Linked DNA regions of Mus musculus: all the other regions are linked to region 1. Evidence: chromatin contacts called from public ChIA-PET and HiChIP or PLAC-seq data. All regions are on one chromosome and are shown on one strand. The core of a region is the stretch at or near the end of the contact, and the rest is flanking DNA. Distances in the headings are between cores, read along the strand shown. Region 1 holds the start of Mpst (mercaptopyruvate sulfurtransferase). Region 2 overlaps Cacng2 (calcium channel, voltage-dependent, gamma subunit 2). Region 3 holds the start of Mfng (MFNG O-fucosylpeptide 3-beta-N-acetylglucosaminyltransferase).

The links. ChIA-PET counts read pairs in DNA pulled down with a chosen protein or histone mark. HiChIP or PLAC-seq counts read pairs in DNA pulled down with a chosen protein or histone mark.
Region 2: a contact with region 1 is called in an H3K27ac HiChIP or PLAC-seq map of embryonic stem cells, with 4 times the contacts expected there. The contact joins the enhancer-like site here to the promoter of Mpst in region 1. A contact is called at or near these places in 2 of 39 promoter capture datasets (the C10 cell line and hippocampal neurons), 6 of 115 datasets of contacts at active chromatin or transcription factors (embryonic basal ganglia, embryonic forebrain, embryonic stem cells and 2 more) and 2 of 9 other capture datasets (embryonic stem cells and liver).
Region 3: an RNA polymerase II ChIA-PET map of memory CD8 T cells shows a contact between it and region 1, with 17 read pairs. The contact joins the promoter of Mfng here to the promoter of Mpst in region 1. A contact is called at or near these places in 3 of 39 promoter capture datasets (the 3T3-L1 cell line, 3T3-L1-derived adipocytes and embryonic stem cells), 1 of 15 datasets of contacts at CTCF or cohesin (large pre-B cells), 1 of 484 Hi-C or Micro-C datasets (embryonic stem cells), 3 of 115 datasets of contacts at active chromatin or transcription factors (large pre-B cells, memory CD8 T cells and pancreatic cancer cells) and 2 of 9 other capture datasets (liver and macrophages).

What each region holds. Positions count from the first base shown.
Region 1 is chr15:78,405,096-78,408,256 of GRCm38.p6, forward strand. Mpst (mercaptopyruvate sulfurtransferase) reads left to right here and starts at 1,617. Exons shown (of 3, transcript NM_001162493.1): 1 at 1,617-1,649. It overlaps Tst (thiosulfate sulfurtransferase, mitochondrial), which reads right to left and starts at 770. Exons shown (of 2, transcript NM_009437.5): 1 at 144-770. The coding sequence starts at 738.
Region 2 is chr15:78,000,035-78,003,195 of GRCm38.p6, forward strand. The region is part of intron 2 of Cacng2 (calcium channel, voltage-dependent, gamma subunit 2); the gene reads right to left. Among named protein-coding and RNA genes, the nearest start is that of Gm46520, 11 kb to the right of the region's middle. Within about 2 kb of position 1,582, at least 13 of the 459 cell types and tissues checked have an H3K27ac peak or open chromatin away from gene starts, as enhancers often do. A contact at or near this core is called in embryonic stem cells, where this site is marked.
Region 3 is chr15:78,771,895-78,775,055 of GRCm38.p6, forward strand. It overlaps Mfng (MFNG O-fucosylpeptide 3-beta-N-acetylglucosaminyltransferase), which reads right to left and starts at 1,551. Exons shown (of 8, transcript NM_008595.2): 1 at 1,124-1,551. The coding sequence starts at 1,378.

The DNA.
Region 1 (3,161 bases), core at 367-2,866:
ATAAAAGACTTCAAGGTTGGCCGTACCCTCCCATTTTACAGATGGAAAGACAAGTCTACCTAGAGGGCCTGAGGGATCCAGGGGTTTTTTGATTCCCCATCCTTTTGTTGTGCAATCCTCCCAAGGGCCACTGGAACACCTACCTACTATATCCGGCTCCGGTTGTGTGCCCAGGTACCGTCCTTGGGCCCGAGAGTCCACCAGCTGGAACCTTTTAGACTGGAGATTCTCTAGGACCTGCTCATAGGTCTTGAGCAGGGAGAGATTCAGTGTGGCTTTGAAAACGGCTGGCTCTGGCCTCGAGGGCTCAGATGTCACCGGGTGGCCCTCCTTCAGCCAGTTCCGGAAGCCACCATTGAGCACTGACACTGTGCGGTGGCCAAACACACGAAACATCCACCAGACTCTGGGTGCATAGAAGCTGCCCAGGTCATCTCCATCGTATACCACCACATGTGTGTCGTTGCTTATGCCCAGGTTGCCCACATAGTCCCCAAAGTGGGCCTCACTGGGCAGCATCATCTCATAAGGCGAAGTCGTGTCCCGGCATTCCTCTATATCAAAGAAGGACGCGCCAGGCACGTGTCGCTCCTGGTACTCTTTGCGTGCCTGGCGGGTCCCGGGTGAGTACCAAGACGCGTCCAGCACCCGAAGGCTGGGCCCCAGGCGGCCAGACCGAATGGATTCCGCCAGCCACTTGGTGGATACCAGCGCCCGGTAGAGCACCTGATGTACCATAGTGTCAGTTCTGCGAGTCACCTGGCGCGGTTGGGAACCAGGAAAGAGACAGGCCTGAGAGGGCTGAGTGCGGTGGGCGGAGCCCAGGGGGCGGGGCTGTTGCTCCCACTACATTTTCCCAGCGTGCAATCGTAACTACACTCAGAGCCAGACTCACAGTGGGAGAGGTTGGCACATTCCCTAGGGAAAGCCTGCTCCACCCCTCCCACTTCCCCGGCGCCCTCCCTTTCTGGTGCCTAGGAGGGCAGGTGGGCGTGGCTAAGAGCTTCGGTGCATTACTATAGCAGCAAATTGGTGGGAGGGGCTGGCTCAGGACTCTGTCTTCAAGAATGGGAAAAACAAACACAAGTCAGAGATGGCCTTCCAGTCGCCTCTCCGGGCGCACTGATTACCCTTCTGCTTTCGTTTCTTGCAGCCAGAGTTCTCTGGCTTCTAGAATGTCCAATTCCGGTGAAAGGGCTCCAGGCACTCTGCCCTGCTTTCGCCAGGACCCAGCTAGCGGCTCCATCCTGGGCGGCTCGCTGCACTCAGTCGCAAAAGTAGCTGGGCTGGCACTCGCCCTTGCGCTCCGAAGAAGCTGGAGGGTTCAAACCAGGAGCCGGGAGGGTTCTCAAGTGGCCCGCACCATTGTACCGCCTCCCATGGGGGTGAGGAGAGAAACCTCTCTCGTAGACAGTCGGGATTCCGAACAGCTTCTGCGTCTTCGCACGGGAGTCTTGTTTGCCCCTCCTCGTATAATACTTCTCATACATAAAGGGGGCTATTTGAAGCTCGAGGTGACACTGGGGCAGCGCGCAACCCGGCTTCATGGCGCCTGCGTCCCCCGCAGTACGGGAAATGGAAGGTGCAACGTCTCGGAGTGGCCCAAACAGTGGGCTGTGCCCAAGTCTCCTCCCTTTGGCTGGCCGCAGGTTGGTGGCGGAAGGAGGGAACCTCTGAGGGCGTGGGGAGGGGGTGACATGGCGGAGCTGGGAAACGGGGAGCGCAAATCCCTGGTATCTGCTACCCAACGCGTCCTACTTGCTTTTCTGTGAGAGAGGGTGCTTCTCCGGGGGTGCATAGCGTGGTATCACGCGGGAGTGGAGGAGGGGATGCAGTCTATGAGAGAAGAGTTTCCAGGGCGCCTCTAATTTGCCTTAGGAAGACTGTCCGTGGCTGCTTGTGGCCGTCTGTGGGTTGGTGTGGGATAAGAGACAGGTGGGTAGCAGTGAGTGGATGGGGTTTGGAAAGACCTGATGCCTCCTGAGAAAGTTGGGGGGGGGGAGCAAGAGAATAAACAAAGCAATTCAGAGGAGCTGTGGTGAGGAGATCTAGCATGCCCCAAGAGGAGAAAGTAACAGAACGGAATAAAAATAAAACTAGCATTTATGAAGCCCGCCTTGCCGAGTGCCTTCACGACCCTGCCGGATTGAGCTGAACTCCCAACAGGAGAAACAGGTAGAGCCAGGAGGTGCCAAGGCACGTAGTGGAAAAGGGACTAATTTCTCACCTGAAGCCCAAAGTGGTGGGAGCTGCCTCGGTTTACCTGTCCATCCTTGAAGCCTTATGCTTAGTAGTAGTAGTAGTCGTCGTTGTCGTCTTGGGCTTCAGTTTTTACCACTTCATTGTAAATTTATATAAATCCCAATAAGCAAGATATCTGGAAATAGAGCATGGCTCCTGCAAACCAGCTGTACACCCCCTCTCTAGTCTATTCTGTTCCCCTGGAATGCTTTTCTCTTGAACTCCCCTCCCTGTTTTTTTGAGCATCTATCCTACCCTGAAATACTGTCACAGTGTGTTGCAAAAATTCACTGTCTAGCATTTTCCCAGCATACTCTGCACCTGGAGCTTGACAGTAGGGAAGAGAAGGTACCAGGAGGGTCTAGTTAGGGAGATGCTCTTCAGTGCCCGAACCCCCACCCCCCATGGGTGGGATATATAGGCTCACACTAACTTAGGATGGCCTGGGCCTGTCCTATATGTCCTGATGGACTTCCAGAGAGCTACTCTCCCCTGGGATCCTGGCCCTTCAAGCACAAAGAAACCTAGTCTCTTTCTGGTCTCTTCCCCTCATGAGCACTCATAGCCTAGCCTCTCTGACTCTCTTTCTGCTGCCTGGGGTCTTTTGTCATAACTGTCAATCAAGCAGGGAGGGTAGTGACCTCAGACCTTTGAAGTCCCACCCCCTGGAAGTCTAAGGCCAGCTGTAGACTCAAGGGCCATTAGGAGAGTAAAGGAAGGAATAGCAGGTTTGCATTCAACTTCCCTAAATGATCATTCAAAGAAGCTGTTTATAGGGTCAGTGGTGGCCCTTCTATAGTCACGTTTTTATTCTCACTAAGAGGTGGGTTTTGGAGTCTGGCATGGTGGTATATGCTTGTAATCCACCCACCCCCACTCCCCCACTCCCCCACTCTGGACTCTGAGTAGGAAGAGGAGAA
Region 2 (3,161 bases), core at 332-2,831, 410 kb before region 1:
GGGATGTTTATCTGAGACAGAGGGATCTTTGTTGGAGTGACACCCCCTGTACCAGTTCTGGGGTGTATGAAAACAAGTTTTGCCCCATCTTTACCAAACTGTGTTCTGATGAAAGAGATATATATCATCAAACGGTAACAGAGTCCCTGTCTAAAAGAACTGCAGGGACAAAAATGCAGAAGAGACTGAGGGGAAGGAGGTCCAGTGACAGGCCCAAATTGGGATCCAGCTCAAGGGGAGGCTCCAAGGCCTGACACTATTACTGATGCCATGGTGTGCTTACAGACAAGAGCCTAGCATGGCTGTCTTCTGAGAGGCCCAACAAGCAGACGACTGAGACAGACACAGATATTTACATTCAACCATTGGTCTGAGAGGCCCAACAAGCAGCCAAAAGAGCCAGATGCATATACTTACACTCAACCAATGGACAGAAGCCAAGGACCCCTGTGGTTGAATCAGGGAAAGGTTGGAAGAAGCTGAGGAGGAGGGCGACCCCACAGGGAGGCCAGTAGTCTCAACTAACCTGGACCCCCAGATCTCTCAGATACCGAGCCACCAACCAGGCAGCATACACTAGCTGATCTGAGGCACCCAACACATATACAGCAGAGGACTGCCTGGCCTGGCCTCGGTGAGAGCAGAAGCACCTAACCCTCTAGAGACTTAAGGCCCCAGGGAGGGGGGAAGTTCTGGTGGTGTGGGGGCGGGGATGAGGACATCTTCTTGGAGACAGGAGAGGAGGAATGGGATGAAGAACTGTCAGAGGGTGGACCGGGAGGGGAATAGCGACTGGACTGTAAAAAAGATTAGAGAATAATAATAATAGTAATAGTAACAGAGCCAGGATTATATATTCCAACAGAAAGATACCAATGAGGCACCATGGTGTGTGTGTGTGTGTGTGTGTGTGTATGTGTGTGTGGTGTGTGTGTGTGTGTGTGTGTATATGTGTGTGTGTGGTGTGTGTGTGTGTATATATGTGTGTGTGGTGTGTGTGTGTGTGTGTGTGTGTGAGATGTCCTGAGGATTGAGTGTGTGACAGACACAGTTTTAGGCCTTCTCTGTCTCCTCAGCCAATGAAGAACACTTTACTTCTATTGTCCAGAGGCTGAAACTGAGGCCTAGAAAAGTTTGGCTGTCTGTCCAAGTGTTGTGATCTCAGGCCTGTCCGTCTAACACATGGCATTCCCCTGCCTGGGCTTCGTACATTCTCTGAGCTGGATCAGGGTGAGCTTCCCTGAGAGAGCGATATGGATTAGTGGGGAGCAGCTCTCAAGAGAGCGGAGGCAGCTGCTAGGAGTGTCTGTGGGACAGAGACAGCACCAAGTGGTGTGTAGGACAAGTGGCTTGTTTAGTGACGGACAGGGCCAGGCTCACAGGCACTCGTGGAGGGACTTGAGGACCCATGAGAGAGGAAGCTGAGAAGGTTCAGGCCTGGTCCAGAGCCAGGTGGAGCCTCCTGGGTCACGAGGGGACTTGTGGGTCAAGGTAAAAGAGTGTGCCTCTGTCTTCAGAGCAAAGGAATTCACGGGCATTTAGATCTGGGAGGGCTGTAGAGGATCTGATTTGCATCACAAGAAACAAAGTCAAGCAAGATTGCAGGCCTGAGGGGAAAGCTGCTGCCCACAGCAATGGGGCTGCTCCAGTGTGGGCGAGCTCCAGGTTACCAGCAGAGGGGAGTTAGTCTAACAGACTCTTGGGTGTCTCAAGCGGCTAAGTGGGAGAGAGAAGGTAACTTTTTTTCCCCTTGTGGTTTTAGACTTACAGGCTGGCTGGAAAAACTATATGAAGACAAGGAGAGAATAAACTTTGGAGTGTGAAGCCAGGCCAGAAGGGTGAGAAGAGGAGAGGAGAAAGAAGGAAGGAGGGGAGGAGGAGGAAGGAGGGAGGAAGGAGGAGGGAAAGGAGAATCTCCACATTTAGCCATCCCTAGTTTGAAGTCTTCCTGGGCTACATCCATGGATTGTAGAGCAGACAGCTGGGGCTCAGAAAAGCCATGTGTGTTAGGCCGTTTATGTGGATTTTATAGACACAGAGGAGGAATTCCTGTCCTTAGCCCTAATACCTGAGGCTTGGGGATCCCCAGTGTGTAGCCACTGTCCAGAGAAGATGTAAATCCCAATGGATTCTCTCACAAGCCGCAGCAACCAGGAGACTCGAGGGTGCTTTTGTAAGCTAAGTGTTTGAGCCTTCTGGCCCTTTATGGCTCTCTTTCTTTACCTCTTTCCTTCCCCCTTTGACAGGGTCTTTGTAGCGCAGACTGGCTAGTTGTGTAGCCCAGGCTGGCCTCAAACTCTGATCCACCTGCCTCAGCCTTCTGGGTGCTGGGATTTACAGGCATACCAAAGTTAACTTCGTGTTTTCTGTGTTGGTGGCAGAAGTGACTAATGTCCTGACCGATGGGGAAGGGCCATGCTTCGGAAGTGGCCTCTTGTCTCAGTGGGACAGAGGTGAGTTGGGGTACGTGGATGAATAAGGATTAGGTAATTCGAGCCAACATTTCTCTTGTTAGTCTGCTTTGCCTGCTCCTCTTGGCAAATCATGGTTATGATCTTGGGCCTCAGGGAGCCAGCTCTTAGGGCCATCACACTGAAAAGTTGCTCTTGGGGGTGGGCACAGCCGGTGGGTAGCGGCACTCAGAGGCCATGCTGTTCTTTTTCTCCATCTGGCAGAGTGGGTGGGTGACACTCAGGAAACAGGGGTATAGGAAATCCGGCCTGCTGCTGGCCCTTCTGTTTCTCTTTCTCTTCTCTGGCCTCAGGTCTGTACTCTGCTGGCACTGTACTAGGGGATACCTGTGGACCCCAACTTTGTGATCACCCTGTATCCCTAGGATCCTTCCTCCAGGTCAGAGCACCGTCTTCTCTTGGCTTGTACACCAATAGTCACAGTGGTTAGCACACTGAGGGTAACTCCTCAGTTTCTGCACAGTGTTGAAATCTATGAGTGTTAACCCACTGGGACTTGATCCCTTTTAATGGGTTCATGTGTCAGACATGCTAGGTTGGGAGGAATTTTCTAGTCTCTTGTACCCTGCCTTTACCCCCTTCTTGTTCCAGTTGGTTAGTGTGGCCAATCACCATAAAAGTGGATGGGTAATGGAAGTTGTGTGTGTATGTGAGTGTTTATGTGTGTGTGTGTGTGTCTGTGTGTCTGTG
Region 3 (3,161 bases), core at 301-2,800, 370 kb after region 1:
ACTCCCTGGTACACACAGACGCAGCTTCATAAACAGGAAGGTCTGTGCGGAGGGCCAGCCCTGCTGGCTTCCGTGGAGGAACCACGGTCTCCTCCAGACAAGAAGGGGGGAGGCTGGGGGGGAGGGGTTGGGGGCTACAGGGAGCTCTACCAGGGAAGAACTCATGCCTGTACCGGACATTATGCCAGGAAACGGGGAGGGGGAGGGCATCCTTTTCAGGTACCCCCACCTCTCCCTCACTAAACTACCTCCTCTCCTTGGCCTCCCCACCAAAGGCTCAGTCACTTCCGCTCACAGAGCCAGCAGCCACCATGGGGACATAGTGTGTGTGTGCACAAGTGCATGAGTTCTGCTACCTCCCCTGACGTGGTCCCCAATGCCCCCCATACCCACACCCATCCCTGGCTTTGCTTGATGGGGTCTTGAGTATGGGGAGAGAGACTCTGCTTTCAGGAAACACACTCATTACTCTCATGCCTTCTTATTACTGTATTTAGCATGCCTAGCCCTGTGTATGAGCACAGGTATACACACACACACACACACACACATTCCATATGCCTTGGCAGATCTCCCCTCACCTTGACCTCCAGCCCACACGACCTCACCCACTGCCTCCCATCCCAACCACAGCACAGGAAACGGAGAAGCTAGACAGGGCCCTCACACCCTGGGCAGCACAGCAGGGCAGGAACTGAGAGGAAGCCTCCCTCAAGCAGGCCCCACCTCCATGTCTCTCCAGCATCCACATCACACCCCTGCCTCACACAGCCCCATCCATGCCCAGAGCTGAGGTGCGCAGCTACTCGGTCCTGGTGGGTTTTCACCTTAACACCCACCAGAATCTTCAGGCAAGTTAGGGTCAAGAATCTAGGAGATGAGGGGGACCCAAGAGGAGCCTAGGACAGAGGTGCCACATGGAACCCAACAGAGATAGACCTGTGAGTCTAAGGAGGCCCTGGAGTGTGGCAGTGGGGATGGGGGTGGGCACGGAAGAAGTGGAGAGACCCCAGAAGGAACCACTCCCTGGTGGTCAGCTTTTCCCCAGACCACCAGGAAGACCCCTGGGAGCCCCCCAGCCAGGAGTGCTCTCTCAGACTTCAAGGCAGCCCCCGCCTGTCACCTGTTGCCTGATCCTGGAGACCCACGTGTCTAGTAGCAGGTCCAGGCGGGAGCGATGGAAGGCCCAGGTAGTCTTGACTGCGATGAAGATGTCGCCTAGCTGCAGCTCCAGGGGTCCTGGGTTCCGTTGGTTCAGCCTGAGCGCGCCCTGTATCATCCTCTGGGACAAACTTGAGTGGTATCGTAGAGACAGGAGCCCCACGCACAGGAGGGTAAAGAGGGCTCCCGCCATGCCCCGAAAAAGTCGGCAGTGCATTGGTAGCAGGCCCCCAGACAGTTCAGCCCCCGACTCCCCAATCAGTCTGGGGTGGGAGGCTGGTCAGGAGGGGGCCCTGGTACAGGCAAAAGTCTGGCAGGCATCGGGGGCACACACCAACGGGAAAGGAGGAAGCTGGGTCTCTGGACCCAGAGACTGAGCCACCACCGTCCTGCCAGCCGGCAGAGGCCACCAGCCCGCCACCTGCTCCTCAGCCCTCCCTCCGGGCCACTTAGCTCCTGGCCCCGCCCCTGCCTCAGCCCGAGGGGCGGGGCTAGGCCTGGGAAGCCCCAGAGGCAGCTGCTGGGAGCCACCCACTGGAAGAGGCACAGGGCCCTGCCAGCTGCTGCAGCCACACCAAACCCTCCACGAGGTGGGAAGAAGCCACTCCAGCCTTCCTATGCCTCACAGTCCTTTCTCTGGCTCCTAGAATAGCCAGGATCCTGTCCAGCCAGCCTCAGGTCCTGGCTCATTCTCCCTCCTGCTGGCCCTTCCCATCATCCACCATGCATCAGGCCTACATCTATCACAGGGCCATGCCCACCATAGCATGCTGCCTAGATTCTTGCTTTCTTTGAATCTTTACACAGACATTATTTCTGCCATGAGGCTTTTCCTGCCCATTTTAAACAGCCCTCCTTCCCAGCCCCCAAGCCTAGACCCTTCTAACTTCTTGCTGTATGGTGTATTTTACATATTTATTGTCTTACTTATGATACTACTGAGGCAGGGGGTATTCTCTTTTGTTGACTATCCAGAACCCAGTACGGTACCTGGTACATACTGGGCACTTGATCAATACTTGTTAATTATGTTAATTAAGCACAGGAAAGTGCTTGGTGGCTGTGAATGGATCTAAGCCTGCTAAAGGCTCCTGGAGCACTAGGACAATGAGGTGTCAGCCTCAGCCTGTCCCCTTCACAGCTCACCTCCTCAGAACAGTGCCACCAAGGAAAAGCCTAGGCTTGGGGCTGGGTTCAGATCCCAGCTAGGGCCACAACCTGGCTGTATGGCTGTCGACAAGATACCTCTATCATTTACGAAATGATGGTGAGGGACTCCAAGATGGCTCAGCAGGTGAAGGTGCTTGCCACCAAGCCTGTGGATGGACCTGAGTTCAATTCCCAGGGACATGCCCCCTCCAGCAAGTTGTTCCCTGGCCTTGTGTGTGTTGCCACAGCAAGTTGTGTGCATGCACATCTGACAGGTGTGCATCACCATAGCAAATTCCTTAAAGGGATCTCGGGGCAGGTGAGAGGTGAGAGGGCTCAGCAGAAAAGGCAGCTTGCTGACACGCTGACTGCCTGAGTTTGATTCCCAGGACCCACATGACAAAAAGGGAGAACGGCTCCTGAACCTTATATACACAGTGCACTCTTGCTATTGCATGCGCGCGCGCACACACACACACACACACACACACACACACACAGTGAACATTTTTGTAAGTGAAATTCTAACCTCAAAGCCCAAGGACACCTCTTCCAGTCTGTCTCTCTAGACTGCTCCCCCGGAGGTAACCATGCTCACTCTGGGGGCTGTCTCTTGGGGACAGCCACACACCCACAATTTGCCAGGCTCCTTAAGCCACTCCTGGCCTCCTGGCTTCAAGTGACCTGAGCAGAGGACACTCTGTTGATGAGGAAGGCCGGGCTGAGGGCCCCCCACCTGGCACTGGGGCAGGTAAGGTGACTCCAGCACAGATGGCGGGCGTCTCTGGGAGGAGCCAAGGAAATATGACCCTCCCCACAAACTGAACAAACTGGCAGGGACTTGAAAGGTG